Linked DNA regions of Gasterosteus aculeatus: region 2 is linked to region 1. A link is a contact called in public Hi-C data. All regions are on one chromosome and are shown on one strand. The core of a region is the stretch at or near the end of the contact, and the rest is flanking DNA. Distances in the headings are between cores, read along the strand shown. Region 1 holds the start of kmt2cb (lysine (K)-specific methyltransferase 2Cb). Region 2 overlaps arhgap21b (Rho GTPase activating protein 21b).

Region 1 (6,470 bases), core at 1,967-4,466:
CACAGTATCTCACATTACTAGTTTAACAAAGACTTACAACTTTTACTTCCCCATCTTTCCGTTTCATTCAAAGATGGTCCAGACTAAATTCTTAATCTATGGCCAGAAAAGAAATAGCACTATTTTTTATCTTTCTCTCTGTCACATTCACGTCTCCAATTTGTTCTGTTAAACCAATCTTTCCCGAATTTTTGTTCCAAAACGTTACAATATTTGTTGTTTTAATAAAAGGGCACTATTCAAAGATAAGTAAGAAATCATTCCACACTGAGGTTAAACTCAACCAGTTGTCATAGGAATTATGCTGCAAATTTCTCACTGAAATAAGGGAGCGTTTTCTCTTTGAAATGAAAAAATCCTCGAGGCTGTCGAAGATTGTACACTGTGAACTTTGTTCTTACATACACACCAACATTTTCAAACGCATTCAGGATTTAACAATGGAAAATAATGAACTGGCTCTGCAGTGATTTAGTATGAGCCAAACTCTACATTACCTGTTCCTGTGCAGACAAAGAGCCCAGTCGGCATCTGGTCTCATGTTTCCTGTCTCCACTGTCGTATGAATACGCTCCATCTACTCACCCGGCAGCTGTCTGTCCTGTTGTCCTACAAACGCAGCGCAGCTGCCTTTACTCTTACCTTGAGCAACGTTAGTGTTTGTCTCTAAAGCCTTGTTCGTCTTGCATCAGGTGTGTATGTTGCTTATCCAAATGCATATATAGCTTGAATTCAGATAACCGCGCGGAAAACAACCGCCGGCATCAATGGAAGGCTGTCATTTTGTGGGAAGCAGCACATCTATTGCATTTCGAGACCCGACCCCCACATGATGGCTTGCATGGCCAGCAAAGTGTAAGTTAATGGCCTCGGAAAAAAAAGCCTATTTCATCTCTTAGTCACACTGCCTCTGTATTCTCTTGAAAATTGGCCCTTAATACCGACAGCCAAAGGGCGTCAATTAGGCTCTACAACCAGAACAAAGCTCTTTTTGCATTTAACTACCCAGCATGTAATTAGGTTTTATTTTCGCTGGAATTAATAATTGTATTAAAACACGTTTGTCTGCTGATAATTATATAAACATGTGTTATTGTAATTGTCATCATAGAGATTTAAATAAGCATTGAAATGGTGGGGCGAGTCTCATTCAGAAATGTGAGCGTCGATGGATTTTCCTTTTACCGCTAGATCCATCCACATAATTCGATAAATGCAGAACTTGTGAGTTTCTGTTGCAATCAGCTCAATTGTACTGCTCATCACCTGAACAACTGGCTAAACAACTGGCTAAACAATGGGGAAGGAGATATTATATGAGCGGCATGGTGAACAGAGCAGACAGTGAGAAAATAGAGCCATGCTGCCCTCTGGATGTAATATAAGAGAAGTGCTTTTCTCAACTAGAAACCGTTTTTGATATTGTTTCCGAAGTCTTCTTCATTTCCTTGTGTTTCTGAATCAAATTCGATTCAATTGAATCTTAAATTGTAGATCATAAGGGATATTTTGTGTCCAAACAAAACATGTATTATTCAAATATATATATATATTATATGAGGCATATATATATACGCTTTCTGAACAACTGCTATCTAAGGGGACACAAGCAAATACAAAATGGGAAATTCTTGAAAAAAATAAAAACATGCTTAGAGATTAATTCAACAGCGCTGGGTGACTTAGTCACATCTGTAAAGTCTGAATAGTTATAATTAGTCTAATAGAAAAATGACTAATGAATGTTTTGAAGAATGACACTGCCATTTTATGTGAATAAGCCAAGACATTTTGAAGCAAAACAACCGAAATTAAAAGACACATTTCCCAACCCAGCGTCCAAAGCTCCACGCTGCTAACTGTAAGACAGACAAACACCTTATACATTGTTTATGTGTGTATTCCTTTTAAACTGCATGTGAGGATTTCTATCTTTTCTCAAGGTAAAACATGTTGATAGATAAGAGTTTCCCTTATTCTCTTTTTTCAATTTCCAGGAAAAATATACCTCATATGAATGATTATGCTGTAAGTAAGACCTGTAGAACTAGAATCAACTTGTATACGCTTACTAAAAGACTTAATTCCATATACAAACCATATTTTCAACTGTTTTTCTTTTCAACCACAGATGGTCTTGGCATGAAAGTGAGATAGTGCCTAGTGACCTCTGGCATTTGTGGAATATTTTACTATATGAGTTATTCATATCTCCCTTATATAAGTCGTCGCTATATTTCTACTTGTTTGTTTGAATTGTCTTTAATTAATTAACTATTAATTTAAAAAAACAATAACAAACGCAAACGCTGTTGTGTGACTTGTGTTTATATGAACCAGCAGGGGGCGCTCGTGGTCTGGGAAAGAGATGCCAGGGTTTACCTTTTAAAGGAAAAGAGCTTTGTTTTTTCCCAGATCATTTTCTGAAGGGTTCACTCGAAAGGACTAAGTTGAAGCTAAAAGCGCCCTAAAAAAACAAAATGCACGTACATTCGTTTCACCCACTGGCTCTTTTACTTATGTGTAGCTGCTGGAAGCCAACCCCTGGGGCTTTTCTGTCATTTAACCCCTGCGTGCACAGTACGTCTGCCTATTAGCAGGTTACCTGTACTAGACGCCTAATGCAATGCATGCATTAGGATTTAGCGTTTGTGTGTCTGTGTGCCTGTGACACAGAAGGAAAGCAGGTCTATCGGCGTCGTGTGTAGCTCGGGGACCCATTTGCTCAGGGTCTTCCCTGAATGGGTGCTAGCTGGACGGGCCATCAACCAGCTCATTCACATAGTATAGTTAATCCGCCCCTGTGTGTTTCGGCCCTGCTCTGGAGAAGCCTGGTGACTATTTGAGCCACTACAGCTGCTGCTGTTGTTGTTGACGACGAATTGCATGAGCCGGAGCACCGATGGTTGACGATCCCCCTCCATCCCGGCTGGATCCCGGACTCCATGTTTTCCGCCCTCCCCGGCCATTATTTTATTTACTGAATGCCCATATCCCTCCGCAGGGTCAGAGAGTATTTTGAAGAAATTGTCAAACGTTTTGCGTAGTATTTGTATCACATAATCATATTGATGTCACCAAACGTTGTCCGCGCTCGCAAATCACCAATTTTTCGACGGCGCAGACGGACCCGGAAAGATGTGTACGCCGCAGTTGTGGTAGGGGGGAGGCGGATCTACTTTTCGAGGAGCCTAGAGGGGTTGTGCTTCGGTCTCACTTATCATTAGATATGGCCACCGTTATAGAGTACATCGAAGCGTAATCTTTAACTTAATTTAGTGAGATTAAACAGTAATTTTGCAGCTCGGCCACCGTGGAAGGCGACATGTTATTGTCGGCAAGCTAATGTTAGTTTTTACATGTCTTTGGAGGCGGTTACTGCGTGGCAGGCCGGCTGCGAGAGTCTCCTAACTGGCCGCTTGGTCCCGCAGTTTGTCGATGCTGAAGAAAATAGAACCAGTTGCCAACCAAGCGGTCGGCACCCGACGGTCGCTCTGCGCGTCGCTGTGTGCTCGCCGAGGATTCTAATCTAGACTTTAATTTGCAGGCTGTTGACTTTTGCAGCCGCTTGGATTTTGGCGCTGAGTTGTTTATACGTTTTATGGTAAAAAAAATTATATTTGTTGGAGGTAGACTCGGGTGGCTAACAGCAACTAACGTTAGCTCTATAACCCGAACTCGTGCGACGACAGCTGTCATTGGAGAAAGGAAAGTGATCCCCGCAAATGCGTGTGCAACTGAAGCGGTTTTCTGTTGGATTTACATCATCTGCCTTCCCATCAAATGGGCAAAGTTGGGAATAACATTACAACGTTGGAATATAATGATATGCGTGATGCATTTTTGAGAACTGCGGTGTTGCTTCATTGGAGAGGCTAGCTAACTCCATTAGCTTGCTAGCTAGTTGGCTGATAAAAGTGCGACGTTTCATCCCCAGTATTTTGGATATGAAGAGGATAATTCGCTATTCATAGGGCTGGAAGGTAAGCCGCAATGGGATATTTACTTATTTGTTGTATGTAAGCAAGATCTGTTTTGCTTTCAGCTTGCGAAGTAAAGCTGAGGCAACATGATCAACCTCCAGTCTGAGGTTGGGGGTTTGTCGCCGCCTTGGCTTTCATGACTCAGGCTATTCAACGGAACGGAACATTCAGGGGGGCGATTCACGGGTGATATTCAGGAACACACGGGAAACCGCAAATGTTTCCCGTTCAACACAACACGCGCCGTCGACATTTCGCACCCATCTAGCGTCAGCTAACGCCAAAAAAGCAGAAAAACGAAGCTTACGTCATTGTATAACGTATCATTTTCACTTTTTGTGTGGCATTGTAGTCCCCCCCCACCCCCCCGAACAGTTCCGTTCCAGTAAATAGACCGAGCCTTTGTGTTTGTGTGTCGGTCACCAACGACCATCGTTACAGGAACGTTACCCGGTTGTAAGTTGGCCAACGGACAGCCCGGTCGTTACACGTTAAGTTTACCCCCCCCCCCCCCCCCCCAGCCAACGTTAGCCGCCGGACAACAAAAGGCTGGAGCGTTGGTGTTTGCTGTGTTTTTTGGGGGTGGTGGTGGGGGGCAAAGGCGTTAGTTACAAGCTAGTGCGACGAGTTGGCCAACTAATCGCAACCACAGCGTAACCTGTTTGCTAACGTCTCGCCAATTCTCCTTTCAAAGTTGTCTTTCTGACTGACGTCCGTCAAACGCGCACGCAGCGACCCGACGCCAGTTGTTTCCACGTCTCCGTTGTATACGAAACGCGGGGTCGTTCCTCTCCCTGCGTTCGGCTCGTTCAAACGACGTCAATTGTTTTAATTTCGTCTGTGGTCGCCGAAGGAAAAAGGCGACCGAGTTCAACACAACGGGTTAGCATCGCTAGCTGTGCGCCGCTGCTTTGTGCCCGGGCTGAGTTAGACAAAAGCTAACGTTAGCACGCCTCCCGATTGCGACGATAGTGGTGGTCGTGACTGACTCGCAGGCACCGGATCCCAACCTCGGATGCTCCGAAGGATCAACGTTATTCTCGTCACTTTCTGCCATTCAATCTGGTTATAAAATGGTCCTTATCCAACTAATTGCTGTTGCATCACCACCGGTAGTGTTGCGGCGAGCAGTGCAATGTTAAGCCCTCGTTTCTCATCTTAAGGATTTAGGCTCACATTTCGTAGTTTTATGGTTAATTGTTCTGACACTTTCGCCATTGCAGCGAGTAATATTTCTCGTGGAGTTTGGTGTTAGTGGACCACCATCTGTCCTCAAAGCCTGTAGGCCAATACAGACATAAGAGAAAGAGAGAATTAACACAGATCGGCAGTGAAATGTGGTATGATGTCCACAATCTCTCAACAGCCCGAATAGAGAGCTGCCTCTCTCATTTCTGAAATCATTGCAGGCCATGCAGGATCCTTTCAATCCAACGGACACATGACAAGACACCGACAGCAGTAATGATAAATGACCGTTGGGGAAAACAAAATGTGCTCAATGCCACTCAGCATTCATATTGCAGAAAAATAAGTTGCCATGCAAAAGAATACAAGGTCATGTACAATGAATCCCACTATGGTTTAAAACCATTTCGCTGCTTTCCTTAAAACTAAATCTAAAGAAGTTGACCGTTGTCCACCGGGAATTGAATTTTGCTACAGAAAAACGAACCAGCAACTAGTTTGTGTGTATTGACGCATCTAACGTTCGAAAATTATTATTTGTATATGAAAACATGCTATGTTTGCTGTAATGTGTTGCAGAACACACCACTCTTTTTTTCTTTTTTTTTCTTAGAAATTTCAGGTGAGTTTAGAAAAGTCCAAGGGATGATTGTGGAAGTTTTTGTGAAGGGGATCGAAAGTTTGAAACTGCAAAATAAACTCGCTGAAACACAGCGGTGATGCAGTGCTACAGTCAAACATTTAACACAACAAACAGTCCCTTGCTTTCTTTTCCAGCAGGAAGAAACACACATGAGCATCCCATTGGATATTACTGACCACGACAAGAATGCTTAAGTAGTCTCTTAGCCTGTCCGCCAAGAACAATATCTGCTCTTTTTAAATGTCCCTTACCAGCCAATTTCGTCCATGTCTGTATTGGAAATGTGCACTGTAGCCAAAGCAGAACATCAGGAGCAGCTGTAGTCAGACATAACTGTCAATGTACTTTACTGTTGTGGAAACAAAAGCAGATTTTTGACAATGCCCCAACGACCGAAGAGAAACCCCAAAAACTTGTGTGAAGCTACAATCATTTCTCATGCAGCTGTTGTTCTCTCGTGAATAAAAATACCACTTGCTGTACTGCGTTGAGTAAAAGCCTTACCGCGTGGCCGGGTTGAGAGAGGCGTGATGCTGTGAGACACACCTGTGCAGGCAAAAATTCTATGGATCAAAAGCTTGTGCCTCATCTCAACGCAGTTGGACGCCATCATTATAGTGACAAATAAAGAACTATCTTTTGGAAGTATGGTGTCC
Region 2 (6,470 bases), core at 2,149-4,648, 74 kb before region 1:
TGTTAAGATGTGTATATCAGTTTTTTAGATAATGAACATCATGCCTGTTGTCCATAATTTCCAATGCTTTGAGTAAAAAATAAGTTGTACAAGTTGGATTTGTTTATTTGTTTCAGTAATTAAAATAAAAAAATACATGTTTTTTTTTAATATAAGTTATATAGTTTTTTTATTGTTTGGTTTTGCAGTTTTCCTTTTTTGCCCAAAGAGATAAAACCGTCCTCCCAAGTTTTATTTTTGTTCATTTCCTTTGCTTTACTCTTTATTTCCACGTCTTTTTTTATTTTTCTTTTGTTTTTTTCTCCCTGTGCTTTACCCGTGTTGAGACGACGACTCCTTTTCTTTCGGTTCTTTTCTTCCCCTCCTCCTCGTCTCTCACATAATCCTGGCATGTTCTTTCCCCAATAAAATCTAACGAACCAAAAGAAGCAGCAAGTTTTAACCCTTCTGACCTTTGCCCTTCTGTGTGCAGTGTGTTGTTTTTCTCCCTTATTCCTGTCCAGCACTCACACATTACCCAATCTTGACACAGGCCAAGTGGGCGGCGTCTATCACTCGATGATGTCACTGATGGACTCTGTTATGTCAGTGATGGACAGCTGGGACTGTAGGAAGAAGGACGAGTGTTGTGCCCAGTGTAGCTGCCTAGTCTGCAGAAACCCGCAGCTCTATTAAAAATGGGGGCGAAAGGAGGAAAAGAGATAAAAAAGAAAGAAAGAGAAGTCGATGTTTGTCATTTTTCCTGTGGTGTGCACGTCTCATATTTAAACCAATACCCTAAATTGAGGGGATACAGAGCGATGCTGCTGTGCTTTGTCTGAAAGTCCTTCTGCTGTCTCTTGTTGTCTCTAAAGCTGACCGCAAGGACAAGTAGCATGGTACGGTCAACCTCCGGCCCCCTCCCGGCCATGTGGCATCACTGTGTCATGATGTCTGCGGGCGGGGTCGCAGCGGCGGGACTGAGCTGGATGTTCCCCTGCACACACGTGTTTACACGCAAAGCAAACCCACACATACGGCACATGAAGAAGCAGGGACCTGTTGACGCAGAGGCACACACGCAGGCATTAGCAGTGGACGGGTCTCCGAGCATGCACATGTGGTTATAGCTTCCAGTAGTTTTTGTGTTTTTCCTTTTCGATGTACTTATTTCAAAATCTTTGTCTCCGTGCCACCGCAGACGAATATTGCCTCATACGCGCTCATCTCCCACTGCTGAATCAGAATGCATAGCACCTCCATTAATCACCAGCACGACCCCCCCACAGCGATGACGCACACGCTTTGGACCCACCCTCTCCGTCTGAAAAGGGGGGATAGCAGCAGTGGTGCTAACCCTCGTTAGCAGTTTGTTTTCCTCGTTTTGGCAAAGGGAGACAAAGTTTTGTGAACTCTGTTTGATTTGCCTTTTTGTTTGTTGTCGACCCCGTTCAGAGGGCGCCGCGGGAGGTAGTCCAGCTCGGAGCGAGAGCGCCTTTCTCTTTAGCGACCACGACATACACCCACTGATCAGCTCCGCTCAGGCCCCCTTAAGTCAGAGGCGACTCCCCCCCACCCCCCTCCCCCAGTCTGTGGTGTGTCTCGGGTTGGGGAAAGAATGCCCACAGCTGGTCGGCGGCTCCGTGCGCCGCTCCGTGGCTGGCGTTTTGTCCGTGATGTGCCGCCGCTCCATCGACACACGAGCATGAGCTGCTTTTCGTGTCTTGGTTCTTTCCGCTGGGTCTCCACTCTCCGCCCTCACCCTTCATCTCAGGCCTCTTCCGCTGCTTTCCTCCACTGGTCACCCGTCCTCCCGTCTCTCTGAGCTGAAAAACCTGTCTGCTTTCATCCAGCTGCTGTCACTGTCCTCATCGTGTCCATGGCGTCCTCCCTAAGCCAACATTCAACCCTTTGTCTTCCTTTATCTTGTTGACTGTTTTTAGCGGGTCAGGGGGTCGGCAGACTTTTCTCTAATTCTCTCTTCTCTTTGATACAGATTCAGCATGTAGTGACTCCTCCAAATCAAAGGTAATGTCTTCCTCTTATTTGATTCAAGCCGTCACTCTCTTTTCCTTTTCATTTGTGATATTCCCGCGCCTTGTTTTTGATGAGTCCTGGTTCTTTCATCAGCAGGGCTTGTGGGGATCAGGGAAGGATCAGTGTAGCAAAGAGATGCTGCGCTCCTCCTTCTTCGCCAGCCGCAAACGTAAGAAGCCCAAAGACAAAGCTCACCCGAGCAGCTCGGACGACGACCTGGACGCCGTCTTCCCCAAGAAGGAGCTCGCCGAGGAGAGCCAGCCGCGGCCCGCGTGGTCCCCGGACCACCGGACCCGGAGCGAGGGGCACACGGACAAAACCGCCGAGAAAGTCAAGCACCGGCTCGGCTCGGAGAAGCTGCCCGACAAACCCAAGAGGAAAGAGTCTCTCTCCTGCAGCATGATATCGCAGCCGTCCCCCTGCCGGCCCCCAGAGCAGCTCTCCTCCCCCCCTGGGCGGGGCTCCCCCGACGCCTCGCCCGCCCGCTCCCCGGACCTCGGCTACCGCCTGCCGATGGCGCACCAGTACTCTCCGTCGGACCCGCCGTCCGCCTACGACGACACGGTGTCCGACCTCGGCACCATGAACAGCACCAGCTCCCAGGCGTCGGTGCCGGAAGCGAGGCGGGAAAAGGCGGCGGCGGCGGCAGCGGCAGCGGCGGCTCCGGAAGCCTGCCCCGGCGGGCCGGGAGCGGAGGTCTGCTCCATCACCTCCGACTACTCCACCACCTCCTCCATGACGTTCCTGACCGGAGCCGAACTCGGCACCCTCAGTCCCGAAGTGCAGTCGGTGGCGGAGAGCCGGGGCGGAGACGACGACGCCGACGACGAGCGGAGCGAGCTGGTCAGCGAGGGGCGTCCCATGGAGACGGACAGCGAGAGCGACCTGTCCGTGTTCACCGCGAGGAAAGCGGAGCCGGCGGCTCCTCGACCGCTGCCCACCTACAGACTCATCGAGGGCGACACCCTCTCCAGGAAGAAGGCGGCACAGCAGAAAACCGCCAGCGAGTCGTCCCTGGACGCAGCGGCTTGGTGCGACAAGGATCCCAAGCGGCTGTCGCGGGCGTCGGGCTGCGCCGCGGGCGTCTCCACGGGCAGCCTCGGCTCCTCGTCTCGCGGCGAACTGGACAAGGCGGAGCCCGCGTGGAAGCTCAAGATCACCGACCGGCTGAAGGTGCGCCTGCGGACCTCCGTGGACGACATGTTCGGCGTGGGCAGCCAGAGGAGCCGGTCCCCGGAGGGCCGCGGCAAGAAGAAGAACATCCGGCGCCGGCACACCATGGGCGGCCAGAGGGACTTTGCCGAGCTGTCGGTCCTGGGGGACTGGTCGCAGCACATCGGCTCGGCCTCCCGCTCGGAGCTGTCGGCCGTGGACCAGCTGAAGCCCAAGTGCAGCTCCCAGGACTTCTCCATCCGGGACTGGATCGTCCGCGAGCGCCACCGCACCAGCAACCCCGAGGTGAGCCTGGAGCCCTCCGAACAGCAGGGGGCGCAGTGCGGCGCGCACGGCCACGGCCTCGGGGCCTCGTCCTCCTCCGAACTCCGCCGCCGTTCGGCGGATGTGTTGAGCGGAGACGCCCCCCAGGGTAAAAATCTGAGCCTTTCGGCCACCGCTCACCCTCATAAGCTCACTAACTCCCAGGTGGTCAATTCGCGCTTCTACCAGTGCCTGTGAGGGGCGTCGGCCGCGCGTGTGTGTGTGTGTGTGTGTGTGTGTGTGTGTGTGTGTGTGTGTGTGTGTGTGTGTGTGTTCTGTGTGTACTTGGGAGTCTTGAGTGTGTTTTTTCTGCCTCGTCGTATCCGGGAGTCTGTCAGTTTAATGTCTGTCAGCAAATGAGCATGTCGTACAAAACCGTATGGAGTGTGTGTGTGACTTGTGTGGGTCTGTGACTTGTGTGTGTGTTGTACTGCACACAGGGTTCGTTGAGCTTGCTCATGTTATAAGGCATGAAACTAGATGGTGTTTATACCTTTTTAATTTCTCCTTTTTTTTAATGACAAATGACTTGGCGCAGCAGGAGTGCCCCCCCTCACTGCCCCCCCCCCCCCCCCCCCCCCCCCCCGATCAGAATCCCTGCTGTGCTGAAGATTCAGAGGACCTGCCGCTCATCAAACAATGAGCCTGTGAAGTGAGCGCGAGTGACACTTTGAGTCGTGATTGTTTCAAAGTTTAGCGAAGTGGCTTTAAGGATGAACTGACTTAGAAGGAATAGGAAGTAGTAAAAAAACAAAGAACTATTTTTGTGTAGAGAAAGTTAGTTTAAAGTCGGCGAGTCTCTCTGTAACCAAATGAAGAATGTACAGACGTGCTTGCTGTGACGCTGACTGAGAGCTTTAGACGCTTGCGTTTCCGCTGAGCTGGAGTCGACGAGCGAGGGGCCTTTCCAAAGGTACAACGGGGACGAAGGAGACACTGGATTTATGCAATTAACAGAAAAAAAAGGTTCTTATTCATCCCAGTGATGCGGTCAAAGAGCAGCGAACAACATCCCTCCAGAGGTTGTGCCGTGGTTTAAGTGCTCGTGCTTCACACATCTGACGCAAGAGGAAGGAAAAGAAGACGGGGGGGATTCAAATCAGAAAATCATGTTTTTCACAATAGGAAGTGCCTCTCAATGAATTGTTAAGGGTGCCATATTGTCTTTGTTGAGATACACGAAGATGTTACTGTGAATGACGTTTTTATTGTCTTAGTCATTCTAGAGGTTACAAACGAAATGCCGAGCTTCCATTCCTAAGGCATTCCACTCCGGTCTTAACATGTTTTATACTTCTCTTCTTTTGTTTTTCATTTTTTGATTTTAACAGAACTTGAATTTTAAATGTTTCTTGTAAAAAAAATAAGTAACTTAAATGTAAATATACGAATGCCATGTTTTAGCTGCTTTACTTTTCAGTTCCCTCGGATTGAAAGACGAAAGTGCAGTATTGTGTGGCCCCGTGAGGCCCCGTGTGGCCCCGTGAGGCCCGTGTGGGTTCTGTTGGTACTCCTCTGAGGACAGAGGTTCTGCGTGAGGAAACGTTGTACCGATGCCGTGTTCCTCTGATTGTTAGGGGGGGTGCGCAGACTCCTGAAACACTGGAAATAAATTTTGTCGATGGAAAATTGTTTTGCATGTTTATTTGTTCACCATCAGTATATTTAAGAAAGGACCTTTCAAAGTAGCTTTTTAACACTAATTTACTTTGTAAAGATCTGCGTTTTCTTTCCTGTCGGTCGGTCAGTCCGAAAAGGTCAGATTAAGTTTGATATAATAAAACAATGGAAAGTCACTTCATGCTAATGGGAGACTGATTCAATCTATTTACGTTCATTTTCCTCTGCAGCCTGGATATTAGAATATTAGTTTCTGGCTTTCATAAAATCTATTTGTGAAAACTGTTTACACTTGAATTTGTTGATCTCAAAAAGGGCCGAACTCATTGGTGATGTGTTTTTTAAACACTTTTCTACCATTGCAATCGAGTTTTTCAACCTGGTTATTGTTACAATAAAGATTCAAATGAAATATACAGGATTTTCTTTGCTTTGCAATTTAATAGTATTTTAAGTTAAAGTGAACAGAAAAGTAATACATTTTCTTGCCATCATGAAGTTTTAACATACTTTACCATAAAATGACACGCTGCCCTATTAATTAAAAAAAACTAAGTAGACTAAGTCCCATATAAATAAATAGTATAAATATTTATATGTACTCTGCCGCTCTTTAGTCGTCCATCCTTGTGTGTGCTGAAGCTTTAGCCTTTTAATAACATTCCTCTCCGTATACTTTGTTAAAAGTCAGTTTAGCAAGTTCAAGTACAACATGTTGACAAAAAGCCACGATGTATCCAAATCATAGTATAGTGACACAAAAGTTGCATTAAGTCATTCTAAAGTGTCATTCTGTAGCATGTGGAGACAAGTCCTTGTAATGTATGTCGCGGAATGTTTGACAATTATAAAAGAGGATCTAACCAAAGATACATTTCAAAATGCTTTATATACAAGTTGCACACACAACATAAAGACTTAAACAATGTAAGATTTATACACTTTGTACATCCGCTGACTACAAACCACTGACAATACTAACGGGGAACGTGAGCAAACAATCGATCCATTTTGCACACAAATCAAAGCAATTGACAAAATGTAAATTCTGCCACGCTGACTCATCAGGATGCCGCTTTGGAAGTTCGATATCAACAGCTCAACATCAAACTATCATATAGTCAGATATCAAAATCTAAATTTGTCAGAAATAAACATTTGTAGTTGACAGTTATTTTGTATTTGATTCCTTCCATATTTTGCGATAAAATGTGCCATAACTTGGGATGTCAACTCATTTTGAGTCTAGAGTTTAGACCAAGCTTATCTATATTTAGTCATTTTCAATGACTCATCAGACCCCAACATCAAAATCCCCCCCCCACAGTAAGGCACAGTGACGAAAGAACAAGAATTTA

The links. A called contact is a pair of places that touch in the nucleus more often than the background predicts.
Region 2: a Hi-C map of skeletal muscle shows a contact between it and region 1, with 2.4 times the contacts expected there. The contact joins the enhancer-like site here to the promoter of kmt2cb in region 1. A contact is called at or near these places in 2 of 6 Hi-C or Micro-C datasets (both in skeletal muscle).

Annotation. Positions count from the first base shown.
Region 1 is chr3:1,378,480-1,384,949 of fGasAcu3.hap1.1, reverse strand. It overlaps kmt2cb (lysine (K)-specific methyltransferase 2Cb), which reads left to right and starts at 3,216. Exons shown (of 58, transcript XM_078098607.1): 1 at 3,216-3,983.
Region 2 is chr3:1,452,734-1,459,203 of fGasAcu3.hap1.1, reverse strand. It overlaps arhgap21b (Rho GTPase activating protein 21b), which reads left to right. Exons shown (of 24, transcript XM_078098611.1): 23 at 1,976-2,007; 24 at 2,110-5,121. The coding sequence ends at 3,690. LOC120815676 (A-type potassium channel modulatory protein DPP6) reads right to left here. Exons shown (of 26, transcript XM_040170540.2): 26 at 5,983-6,470. Among protein-coding and RNA genes, the nearest start is that of arhgap21b, 26 kb to the left of the region's middle. Within about 2 kb of position 3,398, at least 1 of the 9 cell types and tissues checked has open chromatin away from gene starts, as enhancers often do.